2 separate regions of the Sus scrofa genome follow, and region 2 is linked to region 1. The links are chromatin contacts, called in public Hi-C maps. All regions are on one chromosome and are shown on one strand. Each heading gives the region's core, a stretch centred on a gene start, on an enhancer-like site or on the middle of the called end of the contact. The rest is flanking DNA. Distances are from core to core; before and after follow the strand shown.

Region 1 (4,806 bases), core at 1,210-3,709:
ACAGGGTCTAGTGATTTTTTCAAGTATGGTTTAAAATCTGTTGATTTCTCACTCAGCTAAGGTATAATGAGTAGCTATTATGTACAGGGATTAATACTAGATATTTAGGAAATAAAAAGATGGAAATGTCTGGCTTCTGTCCTTATGGAATTTGTTATCTTATTTAGTTTTTTCATAAGTGAGATGAGTCTACGGTAGAGTGTCACAAGTATTCATTTATTTATCCAGCCAAAAGTTGTTCTGGGAGCCACTCTGTGGTGAACCCTTGACTTTACAAACTTATTATCTCCTAGGGAAAATAGACTTAGTCAAATATTTGCACAAACACATAAATGCTATGAAGGATGGCACTGCTGCTAGACTGTATAATGGGGCTTAGGAATGGGCATTGGCTCTATTTGGTGAGCTAGAAGAATGGAAGTCCAGGGAAGGATTCTCAGGGAGAGTATGCAAGGTAGAAGTGGATGTGCACTTCACTTCTCATGTCCACTTCACAGACCTGAGGAGAGGTTGCTGAGGCCAGGACAGAGAGTAAACAGGAGTGCATTAGGTAGTATTTGATCTACTTTAAAGAATAGGCACACATTTAAAAACACCTAACCCTGGGTACATCCAGAAAGGCAGGCTAAGGAAATAATAAGAAAAGGTCCAGTGGTAATCGAAGTGGAGGGACCTTGGTGTGCTTGCAGTGGCCTGGGTTGTTTTGAGGGCTACAAGTCAGAAGGAGACTAGTGGGAAGCAAGGACAGAAAGAAGTTGAAGAAGGTTGTGACGTTCAGTGCTCAGAGAAGGATTGGAGGCATGATGTAGAAGATAGTGAACAGTCTTGCTCGCTTCCTCCATCTCCTCCACACCTCCCCGCAGCCAGTATGACAGAAAGACATGGCTGGCATGGCATCCTGCCCACCTCAAACACATTGCTTTATTCATGTTCTCCTCTTTCCCCAGTGGCATCATCATCTTTCTTTCCTTTGGCTATTTTGTCTCAGTCTGTTCTTTTCAATTCATGGGGACCTTGACCTTATCTCCTTCCCTAACTTCCACCACCAGACCTCTCTCGGAGTCTCCACAGACATGATTCTTCAAACAGCAGTCTACACTGACTCTCTCCACGTGCCTGTGTTGTTCTTTTTTTTTTTAAGTCTCAAATGATTTTTATTTTTTTCTATTATAGCTGGTTTACAGTGTTCTGTCAATTTTCTACTATACAGCAAGGTGACCCAGTCATACATACACACATTATCACACTCCATCGTAGGTGACTAGATATGGTTCCCAGTGGACCCACTGCAAATTGTCTTCTACACTATTGCTCCTTTAAACAGCCCTGGTCATAGTTATCCATGGCTTACCTCCTGGCTGTTCAGTGAATACTTCTCAGCCCTTTTTTACTCTACAGCTCTCTGTGGTATTTGATACTATCAACTCCTATCTGTTCCCAGAAACTTTACTCTTCCTTTAGGTTTCAAAACTATATATTTTCTATTTTCTTAGCCATCCTCTGGAATCCTTTTCTTCTAACCACACTCTCTTATAAAGTGTCCCTGGAAGTGTCTCTACCCTGGGATGGGTAGAGATTTACCTGCAGAAGGATTGTTGGGGAGGATCCTTGGGAGACACACCTGTAAGGAAGAGAAAGGACAGGCAGGTAGAGGTAAAAGCTGACCCACAAGGAGGCTGTGACCAAGCCGAAGGGGGGCTCTAGAGCTGGAATAATTATTCAGAGTTGTCCTAAATTGAAGCCAGGGGGAATGGGCCTTTGTACCCAGGCATCAACCAGTCACTGGCAATAGGCCATCATCTAGGAGGGTTGTAGTCTTTGGCAAGGTGATTCGCTGCAGCAAAGAGGGGTCCCCATTGAAGGACATTGGTGGTTGCTATGCACATCACACTCTGCACATCACAAATGAACTCACTAGCTCCACTCCAGCATTCTTGGCAAACCTACTTTTTTTTTTTTTTTTTTTTTTTTGTCTTTTTTGCCATTTCTTGGGCCACTCCTGTGGCATATGGAGGTTCCCAGGCTAGGGGTCGAATCGGAGCCACAGCTGCTGGCCTACACCACAGCCACAGCAACGCAGGATCCCAATGCCGGATCCTTAACCTACTGAGCAAGGCCAGGGATCGAACCCACAACCTCATCGTTCCTAGTCGGATTCGTTACCCACTGAGCCACAATGGGAACTCCCAAACCTACTTCTTAATAACCCATCATTTTTTAAGGGCAGCAGCACCCATGCAGCTGGATTTCTAGAGCCAGACATGCTCTCTTTCTCATGTCCCACTTCCAAGTAGTCACCATGTCCTGTAAATTTTACCACCTTCATATCTCTTGCGTCCTTCCCTTCCCTCTGTTTCTGCTGCTAATAGTGTGGTTCAGACCTCACTTCTCTCTCCCATTGGGAGCAATGGGGCTTCCTTTTTCAGTCACAACAGCCTGCAGTCTCTGACTCTGTTTTGTATAAAGTATAAGATCCTATAACTGCCTTCTCACTGCTACAAGGTCAAGTCTAAACTCATTGGGATAACACAAGTCCTATCCTGATTGACCGTTCCTGTTGGCTCCCTCCCTTTCTGAATTCCCTTATATCTTTGTTCCTAGCTCACCACCCATTCAGAGTCTGAGGTACAGAGGCACCTCTTGGGAGTTTAGCAAGGCAACCCAGGACACTAGATCATGTTATATTTGGAAGCTCTTCTCAGAAATAAAGCCCTTGGCCGAGAAGAGTGATAAGGAAGGCATTTCATTAAATACCAATATTAAGCCCAGGAGGTCACCGTGACCTTTGGAGCTGCACAGCTTTGGCAAGAAGACAGCCCCTGCCTGCTAGCCTGGCTAATCTGATATCCGATGTTGCCACTAAATCGTCATTGAGCATGACATAGGCACCCAGCTGTTAACACTGATACACTTTCAATGCCAAGATCAGGCACCATTCTCCTGGCAATTATACAGCCCTGCTTGCTAATCCAGGCTGCACGATGGCATGGGCAGAAGAGGGGCTGTGGGGACTCTTGCCACCACGTGCCTGGTGGGCCCTGCACCGGGTCTTGTTTATTCACCACATCAGGCCAGATAACATTGAGCCAAATAACAGTTCTCTTCATTGGCCTTATGCAACAGGATAGCATTAATTGAGCACTTCTGGTCTTAATCACGACCAGAAGAAAGAAAGGAGAGAAGAGAGAGACAGAATCAGAATATGAATGAAAGGAGACATCGAAGGAGAGAGAAACCCCAAACTTGTTATTTTTGAAAAATAACTTCTGGTGAAAACAGAGCACCTCTCTGAAGAGTGTATGCAGAGTTCTGCTCTAAGAGCAGCAAGCTCCCCTTTTGATCTCTGTCAAGGAACCCAACACCACTAGGGCAGCCACCCCCATGGACAAGTGAACTCAGCCTCCCAGCCCCTGGGGTGGTGAGGGATGTTTTTGCTTTGGTGTCAGCAGGACCTGACGCGGTATTTTGGAACTACTGCTGGCTTCCCCCCACCTCTCTCCAGTCCGGTCCCCTCGCTCGAATTTCAAGCCTGTCCCTTCCTTCCAAGCTGCCCTCTTGCATTGCCTTTCTTCTCATGCTCCTAAATGTTACCCTAGAGGGGGCTGCAGCACCGCAGGCTTCCTCTTCACCGCCACCATTTGCTGTTGTTGGCTGCAAGTCTCTTGCCCGGCGCCAGCTCCTCGGCAGCCAGTGAGGACCCTGCGCTCAGTTTAGGCTTACCCAAACAGACAAGCAGGCGCAGAGAGGGTCTGGACACACAGGGCAGCCCCCCTCTCTGACTCCCGCCCCCACTACCCCACTGCCCTGTGAATCTGATTGATCTTTGCATTTCACCAAATGTGCATTTCACCAAGTGTGCATTTCACCAAGTGTTCGAGCCCCCCCCCCCCCCCGCCCCAGCACCCAGGGAAGACAGAGCCGCCAGGGCTCCCTTCCAGAGCCCTTGTACCCCCTCCCCCACCTACACACACACTCCCGCACTGTAAGCCAAGACCGGGTAGCCGGTCTTTTTCTTCCTTATTCTTTTTAAATGATTCCATATTGGTGTTCTGCAAAGTTCTTTTTGGTTCTTTGTTGCTGTCTAGAAGCATCTTAAGAAACAAAGAGTCATTTTCCCTAGGTCATGACCGACCGGCCAGCCCTGCCAGGGACTCCCCTATCCAGCACTGTTCCTCAGACAACATGATCACCCCAGTGCCTTTGTCTTAACTTTGCTTTGATGATATGTTCCAGCAATGGAGTAAAGAACACATAACGTACCAACAACTGGATTTGCTCGTTGTTATTGCTAACTGAAGAGATTCCGTTTTCAGAAGTATATGGAGCAGATATAAGGAAATGAGAAACACCCTTGTAATAACTGCATTTAAAAAAAAATTGAATACTCTACATTGTACTTTGTTTGCAACCGTATCCTTAGGCTCCCCAGTAGTGAGTGCCTGGCTCTCAGACCCTTAATCAGTTCTCATTGAATGAATGCCAGGCAGTGTGCTAAGCATGTTATATTATTATCCCATTTCATCTTCCTACAGAACTGTCATTTGATAGATAATGAAATGGAGATGTAGAGGATGATCTGTGTACCCAAAGTTATATAATAAGAAAGTGGTCAACTCTTTGACCCTCAGTGTGGTTTGAACCTAGGCTCTTATTTCACTATACTGCTTCATACCATCCAGTAACTTGCTATTTATATTCAAGGTTCAGTCTTCTCCCAAATCCTGATATATCTTCCTGATAGCATTGGCTAGCTAACCACTACAGATCATGCTTAGAATTTTCTTACTATATTCACATGCAGCCTAT
Region 2 (5,308 bases), core at 1,990-4,489, 150 kb before region 1:
AGTATCTCTATGTCATAAGTGCTCAGTAAGCACATGCCAGATGAAGGAATAACACTGAAAGATCTCTCTGCATGGATTTCTTGAGACCTTCTCTGGAGAACTTTCAAATAGACTTGAAACTTGGCGATCTATGAAAGTACATAAAACATCAAATAAAAACACATGATTGAATATCACTAAAAAACACCAAAAGGAAAATGCAGAATGGTTTTCTAAGACCAGATAAATGTGGCCTCATTATTGATAAATTTGGCAATGATTTTCCTTTAAAATATAGAAACAATTAGAGCATAATCATCTTGATCACTAATTGGTTTGCTAAAATGTCTCTTTTCATTTTATAACCGACCCACTTGAAAACATGGAGAAGCATAAAGGGTCATTTCCTTGGAAAAGAGGATGGACAAGCTTCTTGCAGTTTTGTTTGGGTGCTGTTCAAAGCCATACCCTAAACTTTCCCCAGAACTAGAAACAAATGTGTTACCACAAACCAGTGTGGGTAACTCTGTGGAGAGAGTATTTCCTCTTCATCTATTTTTTTTAATTTGTGTATCCCAACTGCTTATTTAGATTTATCCTGCTTTCTCATGGATGAGCAACTAGCTCTGTATGGTATAATCTCAGGAACCAGGAGTTTGGAAAAGCAACTTTTTGGAGATATATAATCCAGTGCTATCTGTACAAGACTACTTTCCATAAAAGGTCAGGCAGACTTCTAATGAAACAATTCAACTGAAATACCAAATTATCTTAAAAAAAATTATCTTACTATCCCTCCCTGGAGCTAGAAAGCATTTGTTTGGGACCTGAATTTCTGATGTTTTTTTAGGGTAATAATTGAATGGAATGACTGCCAGCTGAGAAATATAAGTATTAATCTAGGAATGATTGATTCCTAGGTAAACCTTGTTAATATGTGGCACATATTTATAATGGAATACTACTCAGCCATAAAAAACACAAAATAATGCTATTCACAGAAACATGGATACAGTAGGAGATTCTCGTACTGAGTAAAGTAAGTAGATAGAGAAAGACAAATAGCATATGATATCACTTATATGTGGAATCTAAAACATGGCACAAATGAACCTATATACAAAACAGAAACAGATTTATAGACATGGAGAATGAACTTGTGGTTGGCAAGGAGGAGGTGGATGGACAGAGAGTTTGGGGTTAGTAGATGCAATGTATTACATTTAGAATGAATAAGAAATGAAATCCTACTGTATAGAACAAGGAAACATATCCAATATCTTGGGATAGAACATGATGGAAAAGGAGTTCCCATTGTGACTCAGTGGGTTAAGAACCGAATGAAGTCTCCATGAGAATGCAGGTTCCATCTGGGGCTTCACTCAGTGGGCTAAGAATCTGGCACTCCCACAAGCTATGGTGTAGATCACAGATGCAGCTCAAATCCAGCATTGCCATGGCTGTGGCATAGGCCTGCAGTTGCAGCTCCAATTTGACCCCTAGTATGGAAACTTCCATATGCTGCAGTTACATCTATAAAAAGAAGAAAAAAAAGAATATGATGGAAGGTAATCTGAGAAAAAGAATGTGTGTATATGTATGATTGGGTCACTTTGCTGTACAGCAGAAATTGGCACAACATTGTAAATCAGCTATACTTCAATTTATAATTTTCTATCATAATCCACGTGATGTGTTGCTTTATTGGACATTTTATCCAAAAATGCAAGATCATTTAGCTGTAATGACCTAAAATATACATACATTTCAGAGGTGTAGCAAAGACATGAAATGATATCAAAGTTTCATTCAGCAGTATTGAGTTGTCATGGTGAAGTAACTGTCCAGCTAATGACTACATTTTCCAGCGTTCTTGCATCTAAGTAGGACACTGTAGCCAAAGGACGTATGAGTGGAAAAGTGATCAACATGGGAAGGACTGAGGAGACAGATCTGTATTCTCCATGGTCCCTTTCCCAGTTCTGAGTGAAGAGGACTCTAAGGTGCTGGAAGGAGATGGAACCATAAGATAGTAGGAGGCTGAGTTTCAGAATGATCACTTCGCTGATAGGTAGAAGACCACCCAACTTGGACCACATACTTTAGTATGTATTGTGAGCAAGGCAGAAATGTTTATTGTGTAATGCAATTGTGGTGGTTTATCTGTACAAGCATCTAGCAGCACTTTAACAAATACAGGAGGTATATAAAAATGTCCCAAACCAAGGTCATAGTAAAACGGCAGATTTCTTCCCATTCTCTATTAGCTGAAAGTTTAGGATTGGTGAAATTAAGTATTTTTTAACAGCAATATTAATACTGTAGAACTGGAGTTCCCATCGTGGCTCAGTGGTTAATGAATCCGACTAAGAACCATGAGGTTGCAGGTTCGATTCCTGGCCTTGCTCAGTGGGTTAAGGATCCGGCGTTGCCGTGAGCTGTGGTGTAGGTTGCAGACGCGGCTTGGATCCCGTGTTGCTATGGCTCTGGCGTAGGCCATCAGCTACAGCTCTGATTCAGCCCCTAGCCTGGGAACTTCCATATGCCATGGGAGCGGCCCAAGAAATGGCAAAAAAAAAAACTGTAGAAGTTATACCTGGAGAATCATACACATTCACTGAATGTCGATGCACCCTTTCTACCCCTTCCCAGAAAATGGTTTTCCTAGACATCACTAAGGTCATCCTAGACCCTTGCCTCTCTTTAATCTACCTGCCCCCTCCTACCCATTCTGCACTCTATTCCCATCTCCTCCATTAAGCTTTCCTTTACCACTAAAGGTACCATTCATTTCTTTGAGCTCATAGTAATTAAAATCTGTGCCAAACTTTGTACTGTCTCATACACTGCCTAGTGAGAGCAGTCACATTTTTACATTATTTTTAAAGAGTAAAATCACCATTTATCTAAATTATCAGGTAGTAGATGGAGAAAAGAAGAAAATTTGAAAAAAAAAGTATAATTAGGATATTGGAAATACACACATACTTACCCTTTTGCCTATAACAGAAAGATGATTACTGGGGATAAAGGAGGTTAGGACCTATATCTCACTGTAACATTGACCTTCATGTAGAACACTTTTAGCATTAAATCCCAGGAGTGATATAGCAGTCAGTGAGCCTTTTACTTTCTCACAAGAAATTAGGACATTTATTTATAAGCAGAGAAGTGGAAAATTAGGCAAGAGCATTGCAGACATCTCTAGTAATTTTGGCTAAACAGGCTCCCTGGCTACAGTCATCTTCCAAATTTGAGAGTATATTTTCAGCTAAGTTATTTCTTGGCATCATTCTTATTCTACCAGTGAGAATGTCAAATGTGTAACATTAGGATGGCAAGTTTTATGTTTTGACCCCACCTGAAAGTTGAAACCGAATTCATTCCACCACAGTGCCAGCCATGTGATAAAGCCCATCCAGTTCCTTGGATGGGACCTAGATATCAATTGACAAAATGTAATGCGAAGGCTTCACATCCTGTTACCCAGTCGTGAGTGATCCATCCTCCATGGTTGAGTATCAAATGTCAAAATTTATCATACCAGATCTTAATCATTGTCAACTGTGCAGAAAGACCCTTAGAGATTTTCATATGCTCTAAATTCAGGAAATTCTCACGTAGGCTTCTCACAGCACAGTTTAAGTCATGCCCCTTGCGTGCACACATGCAAATCATAATTTGAAAGCCCTATTTAACATTTAGGCTTAAATAATTTGGAGGATAAATCCCAGATGAAGCCATGGAAAAGAAACTTGAAAGGTTTAAGTATCTCACACATGTATTGCAAAAGTAAGAACTGTGAATTCTCTTCTGTGCAGTTTAGTCCACTATTTCAAGTGTGTTATGGAAAAGCTTGAATCATTAACACTATCTCTAGGCATGGTTTATTTGAGGCATTTATTAAAATGTACATGATATCTAGTGCTCTTTCCTTTTCCACATAAAACTTCAGATTAACATATGGTAATAACACAGTGTTGTTTATCATGAAATACAGAGTCCAAAAGCACACATGTGCAAACTGAGCTAGTATTTCTTTCTCCCAAATAAGTAAAAGTTAATAATCTAGATTATTTTCGGTTTCAGAAACTGATGATACTTTCATGAAAGGAACTAGTAGTTTAAAAAGAATTCTGCAATGCTTGAGTTATTTAAGACAACAGGAATGGGTTAAATGAAAAAAAGTTTGTACTTGATGCAAAAAAAAAAAAATTAATACCAATGTAAAGAGAAAAAAGTCTGAAAATTTTCAGCACCAAGGTTAATTTTCATGTAATGAGTACATAGGAACAGAGTGTGGAAAAGATGTGATTTTCAGTCACTTTCCCCACATAATTCTACAGTAACAATATAATCTAAAATGAGTTGAATTGTTGCAAAGGAAGGAGACTATCATAAAAGATAGTAGATTTACCCACCATTTATTATATCATCCTGTTTGCAGCGCTACATTTGAGTTTGTGTCAGCACTTCCATTATAAGCCTGTACTTTGAGGAATTTGGAATTTGGCCAATGAAAGATCATTCTGAACTGAAAGTTGGCACAGAAAGTTTCCTCCCATGAGCAAAAGTTGTTTTCATTATTTCTTCTTCATCGTCATCTTCTTTTTTTTCCCGTTTACAGAATTCCATAAAACTTCATCTGGTTGCTTTTAAACTTGGATATCTGAAGTAAAAGTTAAGTATAAGAGAGCCAACCAAGTGGTTTGAAGACAATACATCTTTTGTCCATCTGGGCAGAGTTTGTATTCAGTATTTCATATGAAGGAAACAATGCTATTTAGTTGTGAATATTTAGAAAAAGAGTAAGAAGTAATTTCAAAAGTCCTTTTACTCATTGCCTCTAGTAATGAAGTTAAAAAGTGATGAAATGAGGGTGAGAGAGCTTCCTCACCTATTCTGATTATTGTGCACATTACTTTATAGCTATTTATAAAAACTGTTCTTAACAGCATTCCTGCATAGTTTCATACCCATTTATTTTACAGTTTTATTGATGTATAATTTACATAAAATAAAATTAATTCAATTTAAGCATACAGTGTGGGTACAATATGTAGTCATCCAACTGCCACCAACCACAATCAAGTTTCAGAACGATTCCTTCACCATAAAAAGTCCTCTTGTTTTATAGGCAGTTGTTTCCCACTCCCAGCCTGAGGCAACTACTGATCTTCTAAAGATAAGGCTTTTATAGAATTTTAAATAAAATCAGATACTCAGATACTGTACAATTTCTGTGTCTGTGTCTAACTTCCTTCACATAGCATGATGCTTTTGAGGGTCATCCATGTTCTTTCATGTATCAATAGTCCATTCTTTTTTT

Evidence for each region. A called contact is a pair of places that touch in the nucleus more often than the background predicts.
Region 2: a contact with region 1 is called in a Hi-C map of skeletal muscle, with 8 times the contacts expected there. The contact joins two enhancer-like sites. A contact is called at or near these places in 1 of 47 Hi-C or Micro-C datasets (skeletal muscle) and 1 of 2 datasets of contacts at active chromatin or transcription factors (skeletal muscle).

Annotation. Positions count from the first base shown.
Region 1 is chr1:204,418,579-204,423,384 of Sscrofa11.1, reverse strand. The region is part of intron 2 of ADAMTSL1 (ADAMTS-like protein 1); the gene reads left to right. Among named protein-coding and RNA genes, the nearest start is that of ADAMTSL1, 520 kb to the left of the region's middle. Within about 2 kb of position 2,459, at least 25 of the 83 cell types and tissues checked have an H3K27ac peak or open chromatin away from gene starts, as enhancers often do. A contact at or near this core is called in skeletal muscle, where this site is marked.
Region 2 is chr1:204,568,907-204,574,214 of Sscrofa11.1, reverse strand. The region is part of intron 2 of ADAMTSL1 (ADAMTS-like protein 1); the gene reads left to right. Among named protein-coding and RNA genes, the nearest start is that of ADAMTSL1, 370 kb to the left of the region's middle. Within about 2 kb of position 3,239, at least 1 of the 83 cell types and tissues checked has an H3K27ac peak or open chromatin away from gene starts, as enhancers often do. A contact at or near this core is called in skeletal muscle, where this site is marked.